Linked DNA regions of Sus scrofa: regions 1 and 2 are each linked to region 3. Evidence: chromatin contacts called from public HiChIP or PLAC-seq data. All regions are on one chromosome and are shown on one strand. The core of a region is the stretch at or near the end of the contact, and the rest is flanking DNA. Distances in the headings are between cores, read along the strand shown. Region 1 overlaps NIPAL3 (NIPA-like protein 3). Region 2 overlaps STPG1 (O(6)-methylguanine-induced apoptosis 2). Region 3 has its middle 36 kb from the start of IFNLR1.

Region 1 (3,067 bases), core at 483-2,982, 170 kb after region 3:
TAACGAATCCGACTAGGAACCATGAGGTTGCGGGTTCGATCCCTGGCCTTGCTCAGTGGGTTAAAGATCCGGCGTTGCCGTGAGCTGTGGTGTAGGTTGCAGACGCGGCTCGGATCCCGCGTTGGCTGTGGCTCTGGCATAGGCCAGCGGCTACAGCTCCAATTGGACCCCTAGCCTGGGAACCTCCATATGCTGCAGGAGAGGCCCAAGAAATGGCAAAAAGACAATAAATAAATAAATAAATAGTAGGGAATTCTGATGGACTAGTGGTTAGGACTCAGCACTTCCGCCTCTGCAGCCCAGGTTCAACCCCTGGTCTGGGAACTGAGATCCCATGTCAAGCCATTTCCCAAAATACATCAAAATAGGAAAGTAGAGATCTTTAACCCACTAACTGGGGCCAGGGATGGAACCCGCATCCTTGTGGATACTAGTTGGGTTCATAAGCCACGAAGCCACAACGGTAACTCCAAAGTAGAGAAATATTTTCAAAGGAATTCATTTCTACTTAGAAGATTTGATTTTTTTAAAAAATCACCTGCTCCATTACAACATACAGTTGTTCATATTTCAGTGTATTTCCTTCCTAGTCTTTTCCGGTTTTACAAATTTGGGATCAGATTGTACAGAAAGTTTGGTGTCTTGGTTGTTTTACTTAACCTCATTTGTGTACTAGTTCCCCGTGTCATTGAGTAGTGATTGCAAGCGTGCTTTCTGCTTGGTTGCCCAGTAATCCCTTGAGCTGCTGTATCAAAATTTGTTGGACCTTCCTCCCATCGTTGAATGTTTAGGTTGTTTGTAATCTGGGGTGACTGTATAGAGGGCTGCAGTGAACAGCCCAGAATGCGTGCCCCTTTGCTGTCTCTAAGAATTGGGTAGCCCCTTCCCATTGTGGTGCAGCAGAAACAAATCTGACTGGTAACCATGAGGTTGCAAGTTTGATCCCTGGCCTTGCTCAGTGGGTTAAGGATCCGGCATTGCTGTGAGCTGTGGAGTAGGTCACAGACATGCTCATATCTGATGTTGCTGTGACTGTGGTGTAGGCCGGCAGCTGTAGCTCCAATTTGACCCCTAGCCTGGAATCTCTGTATGCCACAGATGCAGCCCTAAAAAGCAAAAAAAAAAAAAAAAAAAAAAAAAAAAAAACCCACAAAGAATTGGTAGCCCTGTGAGAGGCGGTCTTTCCCCAACCAGTGAGGTCACAGATGCCAGAGCATCAGGAAAATGGAACATATAGTTGGTATAATTGGCCCCGTGGTGAATGGTGCCAAATAGCCAAACACAGAATCTAAGAAAATACAGAACGCTCTCCCTTATGATGTTTCTAATAAGTTTCTGTGTTAATCACAGATTTCATTCAGTTACTTATTACAGAAAGATTTTTGTCCCAAAGCAAAGATAAATGAGTTAGACTGACTGTACCAAGAACTTAAGAATTGAGGTGGCAGACAGGCAGCTGAACAAAGGGTGATAAGCTGACAAAGGGAAGAAGACCAGGCCTCAAATCCCTACTCTGCTGCTACCTAGCTAAGTGACCTTGGACCTAGGGCTTGGCTAACCCTCAGAGCTTCTGTTATGGGTCGGATGGTGGTAGTAAGACCTCCTTCCATCCCTTATCCCTCCAGGGATGCGGAGATCTGTAAAAAAGTGCCTAGCCCAGAGCTAGGATGCAGGAGGGGCTTGACTCACTGCTTGACTCAGAAATGTCCCATAGTTACAAACAGGAACAAATGAAGTTACCCAGAGCAGAAAGAAGCCTCGGGGTAGGGGAAGGGGGTTCTATGGGGAAGCTCTCTCCTTCCTCCTTGACTATGTTGTGGCTATTCTGGTTGCACGGAATAAAAATCCATTTCAGGGAAGCTGAAGCAGAAGGGAAAATTATCATAAGGCCACAGGACCCCAGGGGCGGGATGGGCAGTGGTGCCTGAAAGGTGCTAGAACTCTTACCCTCACCTGAAAAAGAAGGAGCAGATGATTGGCCCAGCTTGGGTCAGGTGTTGGCATTGGTCCAATCACTGGTGGCTGGGTTGGGGTCCCCCCCCACCAACCTCTGCAAAACAGCATGGTTTCTCATCCTCCACACTATGGGCTTGTGGCTGGGCAGGCTGCCCCAAAGTCATCTCTTACCTTTGGGGAAAACCTTAAGAGGCTCCAAGACCAGCTTGGTCAGGGTGCATTTGTTAAGAAATAAGCAGTTTGCTGTGAGTTGCAGCCCTGCCTTCTGCCCTACCCAGCAGGGAAGGGATTCTGATGTTACAACTTGGGCATCAGAATGTACAAAAACTTTGTATCTTGGTTGTTGGGGGAGGGTGGTCTGTGAAAGAGAGACAACAGGTTGAACTGCCCGGGAGGCAGCATCCCCACGGATCCCTGACACTGAAGGCTTTGCCTCAGCCTGCAAGCGTCAGGCCTCAGTTCTTCTATTTAGCAAATAGGCATGTCACCTGAGCACCTGCTGTGTCACCTGCCTGTGATGGGTGGGGCAGGAACTGTATGATAATTGAGATATCACCTCCCCGAAGAAATCTGGGAGGGAGGTGAGGAAGCCATTTCCACAAGTGACTATCTTCAGGACAGAATTTGGCTCCAAAAGAGAGATACAGCTGTTAAGAGCACAGCCTTTGGAATCAGAGAGACCTGGCTTCTGCTGCCAGCTCTGTCACTGCGGCGTGATAACTTGGTTTCCCTAATGCACTTCCTCTGCAGGTCAGTATTAAGTCCACCCCATGGGGTGGTCATGAGGATACCTGAATTTACAGATAAGGAAACCGAAGCTGCCAGCACCATCCCCTGTCTTGGGCCTGTGGAAATCCTACCCACCCTTCTAGCTCCAGCTCAGATATCCCCTTTTCCATGAAGCCTTTGTCAGTCTTCCTGGCAGGAAAATATAGGTCCTTTATCCACACTTTTATAGCCAATTCGCAGTTGCTGTGATCATCACCATCATCATCATAGCAGCTAACAGTAGCTGTGTTTATTGCGACAGGGACTGTGTTAATCCTCGCAAAAGCCCCATAAGGTTGGTATTATGCTATCCCCATTTTACAAATGAGGAAACGCACAGAGA
Region 2 (3,254 bases), core at 386-2,885, 130 kb after region 3:
AGGATCTTTTTGGCTTAGAATATCTACCAACATACCCTTTGGGAACGGTTGTTCCGAAAGATGCCTGTTCGAAGCAAAGTTTCATAAAATGTCATAATGGAGTTAGCGCCCGAGCACAGCTCAAGTGACACTTGCTCCCCAACCCTCCCTTGATTTTCTTTTCATTGTCAGGCCTACGGTCCCCAATCTGGCCTCATGCTGGCACTTATGAGCCCCCCTCCAGCACATACCAGTTCTTCCAAAGTCACTGCTGCCCCTGGGCAAATACAGAAAGGCTGTGGAAGTCTCCCCAGCCTGCCTCGTTTGACTTCCTAGTCGGCCCTGTGAATAATTCTGGAGCAAAGCTTTGGAATACAGTAGATTATGTGGACTTTGATGACAGGTCCTCTCAAAAGATTGAGTGCAATTGTTCCAAGAGTCATCAGGAAGTTTCTAAAACGTATTGACCCACAGAGGGTTTTGGTCGGCCTCACCCCAGCATCACACTCCTTCTACCATACCAGTGTCAATAAGGCAGACCTTTCTCTGACAAGGACTGCGTTTTTTTGTTTTTTTTTTTTTTTTCCTGGCCATGGACATTCTCAGGCCAGGGATCAAGCCCGTGCCACAGAAGTGATAAGACCGAATCCTTAACCACTAGGCCGCCAGGGAACTCCACGAGCAGGACCGCTTCTATTTCTTTTTTCTTTCTTTTTCTTTCTTTTCATTTGTTTGCTTTTTATGGAGGCACATAGAAGTTCCCAGGCGAGGGATGGAATCGGAGCTGCATCTTCAGGCCTGACCACAGCATAGCAACATGGGATCTGAGCCACATCTGCAACCTACAGTGCAGCTTGCGGCAATGCCAGATCCTTAACCCACTGAGCGAGGGCAGGGATCAAAACTGCATCCTCATGGACACTATGTCGGGTTCTTAACCCACTGAGCCACGATGGGAACTTTTTTTTTTTTTTTTTTTTTTTTAGGAGGACTACTTTTAATCCCTTCAGAGTCTTGGAATCTGGAACCAGGAGGCACTGAACATGACAGTCACCAAAAGAAGGGGCGGAGGAATGAAATTTGTGTCCAGTTCGGAAAGGAACTAGGCAAGATGCGGGGAGGTCCTGACAGAGCTCCTCCAACCACTTAAGGGCCCTGCCCAAGGATGCAGGCACTTGTGTGTTTATCCATGTAAATACAAACCCTCATATCCATCACAGCCAGGAGAGGAAGCCTGAACAGCTCTGCATCTGACTTCTCTGGGGTTGGGTCTGAGTTTTTTAAAGACCTGAAAGGTCTGATGAGATCCTGTCCTGTGCAGATCTTCCCTGGGGCCCCTTCTCCTCCAGACGGCCGGGCTGCGTCATCTGGAAAGTTACTGCCCGTAAAGCCCAGCAGGGAAATTGATGGTGTGCTCTGATTCAGTGCCTTCTTTGGCACCAGGCAGGAATGGGCTGTGCCACCATTTGGCAAAGACATTCTCAGGGAGAAAACTCGAGGTGTTGCAGGAAGTATTGTTTGTGACTCAGGCGGTAACAATCACAACATCTAACGTGTTTACGATGCTCCGCAGTTTCAAAGAGAATTTCACTCCCTGCAACGTTAACTTGCCCAGCGCCTCCGGGGCGTCTCTGCTCTATGAGGCAATTGGGACACTGAGGGTGACGTGCTTGAGGTCACATCAAGAACCCACAGCTGAGTCGGGATTAGGTTTAAGTCTTGTCTCCAGCACCAGGCCATCGTGAGACGGCACATCTTTTGCCCGGTTGCTCTGGAGTCTCTTTGCTTGCAGGGTTTGGGGCAGAAGAAAGAGGCAGAGGCTTGGCTGTTCTGTGAACTCACTGGGGGCATGTGCAGCCTCAACGTCTTTGCTAAAGAAGAGTTAACTCCAGAGTTAGTTTGCTCCCTGGGTCCTCAATTCTGCCAAGCTTGAATTCCAATAAGTGGCTGCATTCAGTGTGTCTTAAATGGTCTCTTTGTGTTGTGTGGTTTTTTGTTTTTTTTTTTTTAAATCAATTCCAATGTCAGGTATCATAATACATTTTTTGCAAGAGATTATTATAACTTTTAAAGGGACAGACGGCATAGGTGTCTTGTTGATGCTGGAGTGTGGGTTTGCTTTCTTTTTCACTTTCCTACCTCAGCTACTCTCACTACCTGCTTTGACCCTTTCTCCTTGTCATATCTATTTTTCTTGCCAACTGAGAAATGTTCAAATAAAGAGTATCCTTGCCCAGTTCCCGTCATGGCTCAGCTGAAACGAATCTGACTAGAATCCATGAGGACACAGGTGCAAGCCCTGGCCTCGCTCAGTGGGTTAAGGATCCAGTGTTGCCATGAGCTGTGGTGTGAACTGTAGTGTAGGTTGCAGACAAGGCTCGGATCTGGCATTGCTGTGGCTGGGGTGTAGGCTGGTGGCTACGGCTCTAATTTGACCCCTAGCCTGGGAAGTTCCATGTGCCACGGGTGTGGCCTTAAAAAGATCAATCAATCAATCAATCAGACTATCCTTGCCCAGATCTGGTCAGAGACATCAGCACTTTGTTTAGCTATTTGGTGGTTTGAGCCTTCCACAAAGATAAAGTCCCCCATCTTACGAAGAAGAGAAATGAAGAAGAGAGGAATGTCACCAAATTCCCAGCCTGCCGCCTGCATTCTTTCTGGTCGCATCCGATTTCTGAATAATATGAATAACCCACATAGACTAAGCCTTGTAAAAAATCCTATTAGGGCAAGATGTATAATAATAACTTTTTGCTGGTTTGCCTGAAACACTCAGGAAGATATTTGCTGGTCTGCTCCCTAAAGACAAAATTGGATTTTGAATGTTCTTCTAGCTTCGCTCCCCACTCTGGTAATGTGTAGCAGTGGAAAAAAATTACTGAAAGGCATGGGCTCCAGTTTCCCTGCATGAACGCTAAGGAGGTGGTTACTCTCCTAAATAGAACCACAGGCCTTTGGAGAGAAGGGGCCGGAGGGCCAATACCTGCTTGTGCAACGAAGGAAGGAAAGCATCCCGCAGATAATGCCCTCGCTCCGAGAAGGGGTTCTCACCATAGAGGGAAAGGTGCCCGTCCCTTTCTTAGACAAGGACACACTGTCGAACACAGGGGACTGGTGAATGACGTCGTAGAACCCAGGGCCAGGGATGTCGTCCTGAAAGGGAAGAGAACGCAGTGTCATCAGGATACTTTCAATTCCACGGGGCTTTTCTGCCAGCTTTACATCCATTGACACTAAGCCTTGGTGTAACCCTCCGGGACAGGCGTGGATGC
Region 3 (3,070 bases), core at 62-2,561:
ATACTCCAATATAAAATAAAAATTAAGTTGAAAAAAATTTAAATTAAATCAATCAAACACTTAATGAGAAGATTGGCACTGTTTTATTTATTTATTTAATTAATTAATTTATTTATTTTTGGTCTTTTTGCCTTTTCTAGGGCCACTCCCTCGGCATATGGAGGTTCCCAGGCTAGGGGTCGAATTGGAGCTGTAGCCGCTGGCCTACACCACAGCCACAGCAACGTGGGATCCGAGCCACGTCTGTGATCTACACCACAGCTCACGGCAACACCGGATCCTTAACCCACTGAGCAAGGCCAGGGATTGAACCCGCAACCTCATGGTTCCTAGTCGGATTTGTTAACCACTGAGCCACGACAGGAACTCCTTATTTTTATTTATTTATTTTTTTGGTGGGGGGGCCCACTGTTAGATTTCTGCAAACCTCTTCCATGTCTGGTTTAATAGAAAATCGCTGGATTCTTATATCCACAACTGCCTTCAATCTGTGGTAATATCACCTGTCATGCAGCTTCTGGGAAACTCCAGAGAATGAGTTTTGTCAGAGAATGAGAGTGAAAAAGACAAACAATGCCTCAAGACCACTGCGAAAATAGTTTAGACCTTGTGGACCCCTTCGAAGTGGGGAGTCCACCAATGCCTTTTGAGAATTGCTGCCTTGCAAGATTCTCCCAGGCTATTTCCAGAAACAACCCCTAGGATGTGGGTGTGAACACATCTGGCCCATTGTCCCAGCAGGAGGGCAGTGGGGGAAGGGATTGATGAAAAGCCAAATGTGACTGGCCGCCCCCAGCCCAGCCATCAGCTGCTAGACAGTGGTGGTAATTTCTAATGACAGATCTCAGGTTTCACCCTGGTGAGAAAACAACAGGCCAGACAAGTGGGGATAAAAGAAAAGAGGAGAAAGGGTGGGGGAGGTGGTCTTCTCTGGCTGTTCCGAGGGGCAGGAGGGGTGCTCTGGGCGGCTTTGGGGTCGCCTCTGGGTGTGGGTGTGTGCCAAGGGCCCACGCCTCAGCCTGGCCGGGAGCCTGGCCCTGGGAGCAGCCATCAGGGTGGCCCGCCTTGCCTCTGAGTCACCCACCTGAGTTTCACAGGATGTGTGAGAGGCACATCTCTGGCAAGGAGAGAGGGAGCCCCAGGCTTTGAGGCCCAGGAGGGGTGCGCCAGGCTGAGGCGAGCCTCACCCCTCACCTCAGAAGCAGCCACGAATCCAGGTCAGGAAGCCTGGCTCCCGGGTTCCCCTCTAGGCCGCGCCCTTCCTTGTCCCCACGCCCCTGAGGGGGTGGAGGGTTTCAGCTGCCAGTCTCGGGGGCGGGTGGGGTGCTCAGGAAACAGAAGCACGGGGGCATTTGGGCAATGGTGTCTGTGTGCAGTAAGCTCTGAGCTAATTCCTTCCAGAGCCTGTGCTTTTAACCCTCCCAATAACCTGCGCTGTGGGAAGTATTTTTATTCCTCGTTTATCCATAAGGATAGCCAAGCCCAAGGAAGAAATCGCGTGTCCACCTTCTGAGACTGAACTGTCACTGGATTCGGTTTGTCTGGGTCCATGGCCCAGACTCGTAACCTCTCCCCTATAAATTGTTGTGCTGAGTCAGGCATCTACGAAGCAGCAGATTACCGAGGGCGGGCTCTGAGCCCCAGACACTGACAATCAAACACCCCTCCTGCCCTCCCAGCTCCCGGTCTGCTGGGTGAGGAGGTGCGGGGCGGGTGGAGAGTTGAGCAGGCAAACATGGGGTGGCAACTGCTTGTGCCAAGTGTTGTGATGGGGCGACCAGGGGGTGAGGGAGCTGGAGGAGGCCCCAACTCAGACTGGGGAAAGGGTGTGTAAGGATGGCTTCCTGGAGGAGGTGGTATGTGAGCCAGAGACAAGTTGGGGACCCCCAAGCAAGGAGGAGGAGATGCATCCCATGGAGGAATAGCATCTTTGGGGCACACAGCCAGTGACCCTGCTTCCCCTTTATCCTGAAACACTGCTTCCTGGCCCAGGAGGGGCTTCAGGATGTCTACCACAAGCCCTGTTCCCCGTTGCCACATTTACATTCTATCTCTGGGGTGAGAATCAGATGGAGTGCTAGCTGGGAGAGTAATAGCAGTCGCTTCCTCTTTATCCAAGTTGGGGCCAGTGAGGTGATGAGGTAATGGATGGGGTCTCGGGGTGGCTTCCAGAACCCAGGGGGTGGGAGGTCAAGCCACTCTTATTTTATTTATTTATTTATTTATTTTGTCTTTTTGCCTTTTTCTAGGGCTGCTCCCGCGGCATGTGGAGGTTCCCAGGCTAGGGGTCGAATTGGAGCTGTAGCCACCGGTCTACGCCACAGCCATGGCAACGCGGGATCTGAGCTGCATCTGCAAGCTACACCACAGCTCACAGCAACGCCAGATCCTTAACCCACTGAGCAAGGCCAGGGATCGAACTCGCAACCTCATGGTTCCTCGTTGGATTCGTTAACCACTGCGCCATGACGGGAACTCCAAGCCACTTTTAGAAATAGATTTTTGTGGAGTTCCTATTGTAGCACAGTGGGTTAAGAACGAAGCTAGTATCCACGGGGTTGTGAGCTTGATCCCTGGCCCCACTCAGTGGGTTAAGGATCGAGCCTTGCCGTGAGCTGTGGTGTATATAGGTTGCAGATGTGGCTCGGATCTGGCGTTGCCGTGACTAGCAGCTGTAGCTCCAGTTCGACCCCTAGCCTGGAAACTTCCATATGCTGCAGGTGCTCCCCTAAAAAGAAAGAACGAAAGAAAGAAAGAAAGGATTAGATTTTGTACATTGAGCTTCTTCTCATGCAGGGCACAGACCTAGGCGCTGGATATAAACTATCTCACCAGAATTTTACAACCGTTTGAGATTCAGGATGAATTTGTTTTAGGTGAGAATCTTTTCACTGAAGAGTTTACATACTTCCAGACTTACGTGGTACAAGATCCATCCTGACAGAGGCGTCTCATGCTTATCATCCAAAGTGTATAACGGTGAGGCTGAAGTATGAAGAGGTTACTATTTGCTTGCTCAGCCTGCTGTGACATCATGTGGGTTTTGGTAAGTTCCTCATTCAAGAAGGAG

Evidence for each region. HiChIP or PLAC-seq counts read pairs in DNA pulled down with a chosen protein or histone mark.
Region 1: an H3K27ac HiChIP or PLAC-seq map of alveolar macrophages shows a contact between it and region 3. The contact joins two enhancer-like sites. A contact is called at or near these places in 1 of 5 promoter capture datasets (fetal skeletal muscle) and 1 of 2 datasets of contacts at active chromatin or transcription factors (alveolar macrophages).
Region 2: a contact with region 3 is called in an H3K27ac HiChIP or PLAC-seq map of alveolar macrophages. The contact joins two enhancer-like sites. A contact is called at or near these places in 1 of 47 Hi-C or Micro-C datasets (liver) and 1 of 2 datasets of contacts at active chromatin or transcription factors (alveolar macrophages).

What each region holds. Positions count from the first base shown.
Region 1 is chr6:82,115,964-82,119,030 of Sscrofa11.1, forward strand. All of the region lies in intron 2 of NIPAL3 (NIPA-like protein 3), which reads left to right. Among named protein-coding and RNA genes, the nearest start is that of NIPAL3, 6.0 kb to the left of the region's middle. Within about 2 kb of position 1,733, at least 3 of the 83 cell types and tissues checked have an H3K27ac peak or open chromatin away from gene starts, as enhancers often do. A contact at or near this core is called in alveolar macrophages, where this site is marked.
Region 2 is chr6:82,078,051-82,081,304 of Sscrofa11.1, forward strand. It overlaps STPG1 (O(6)-methylguanine-induced apoptosis 2), which reads right to left. Exons shown (of 8, transcript XM_021095547.1): 3 at 3,034-3,135. Among named protein-coding and RNA genes, the nearest start is that of STPG1, 32 kb to the right of the region's middle. Within about 2 kb of position 1,636, at least 3 of the 83 cell types and tissues checked have an H3K27ac peak or open chromatin away from gene starts, as enhancers often do. A contact at or near this core is called in alveolar macrophages, where this site is marked.
Region 3 is chr6:81,949,015-81,952,084 of Sscrofa11.1, forward strand. No RefSeq gene overlaps it. Among named protein-coding and RNA genes, the nearest start is that of IFNLR1, 36 kb to the left of the region's middle. Within about 2 kb of position 1,312, at least 9 of the 83 cell types and tissues checked have an H3K27ac peak or open chromatin away from gene starts, as enhancers often do. A contact at or near this core is called in alveolar macrophages, where this site is marked.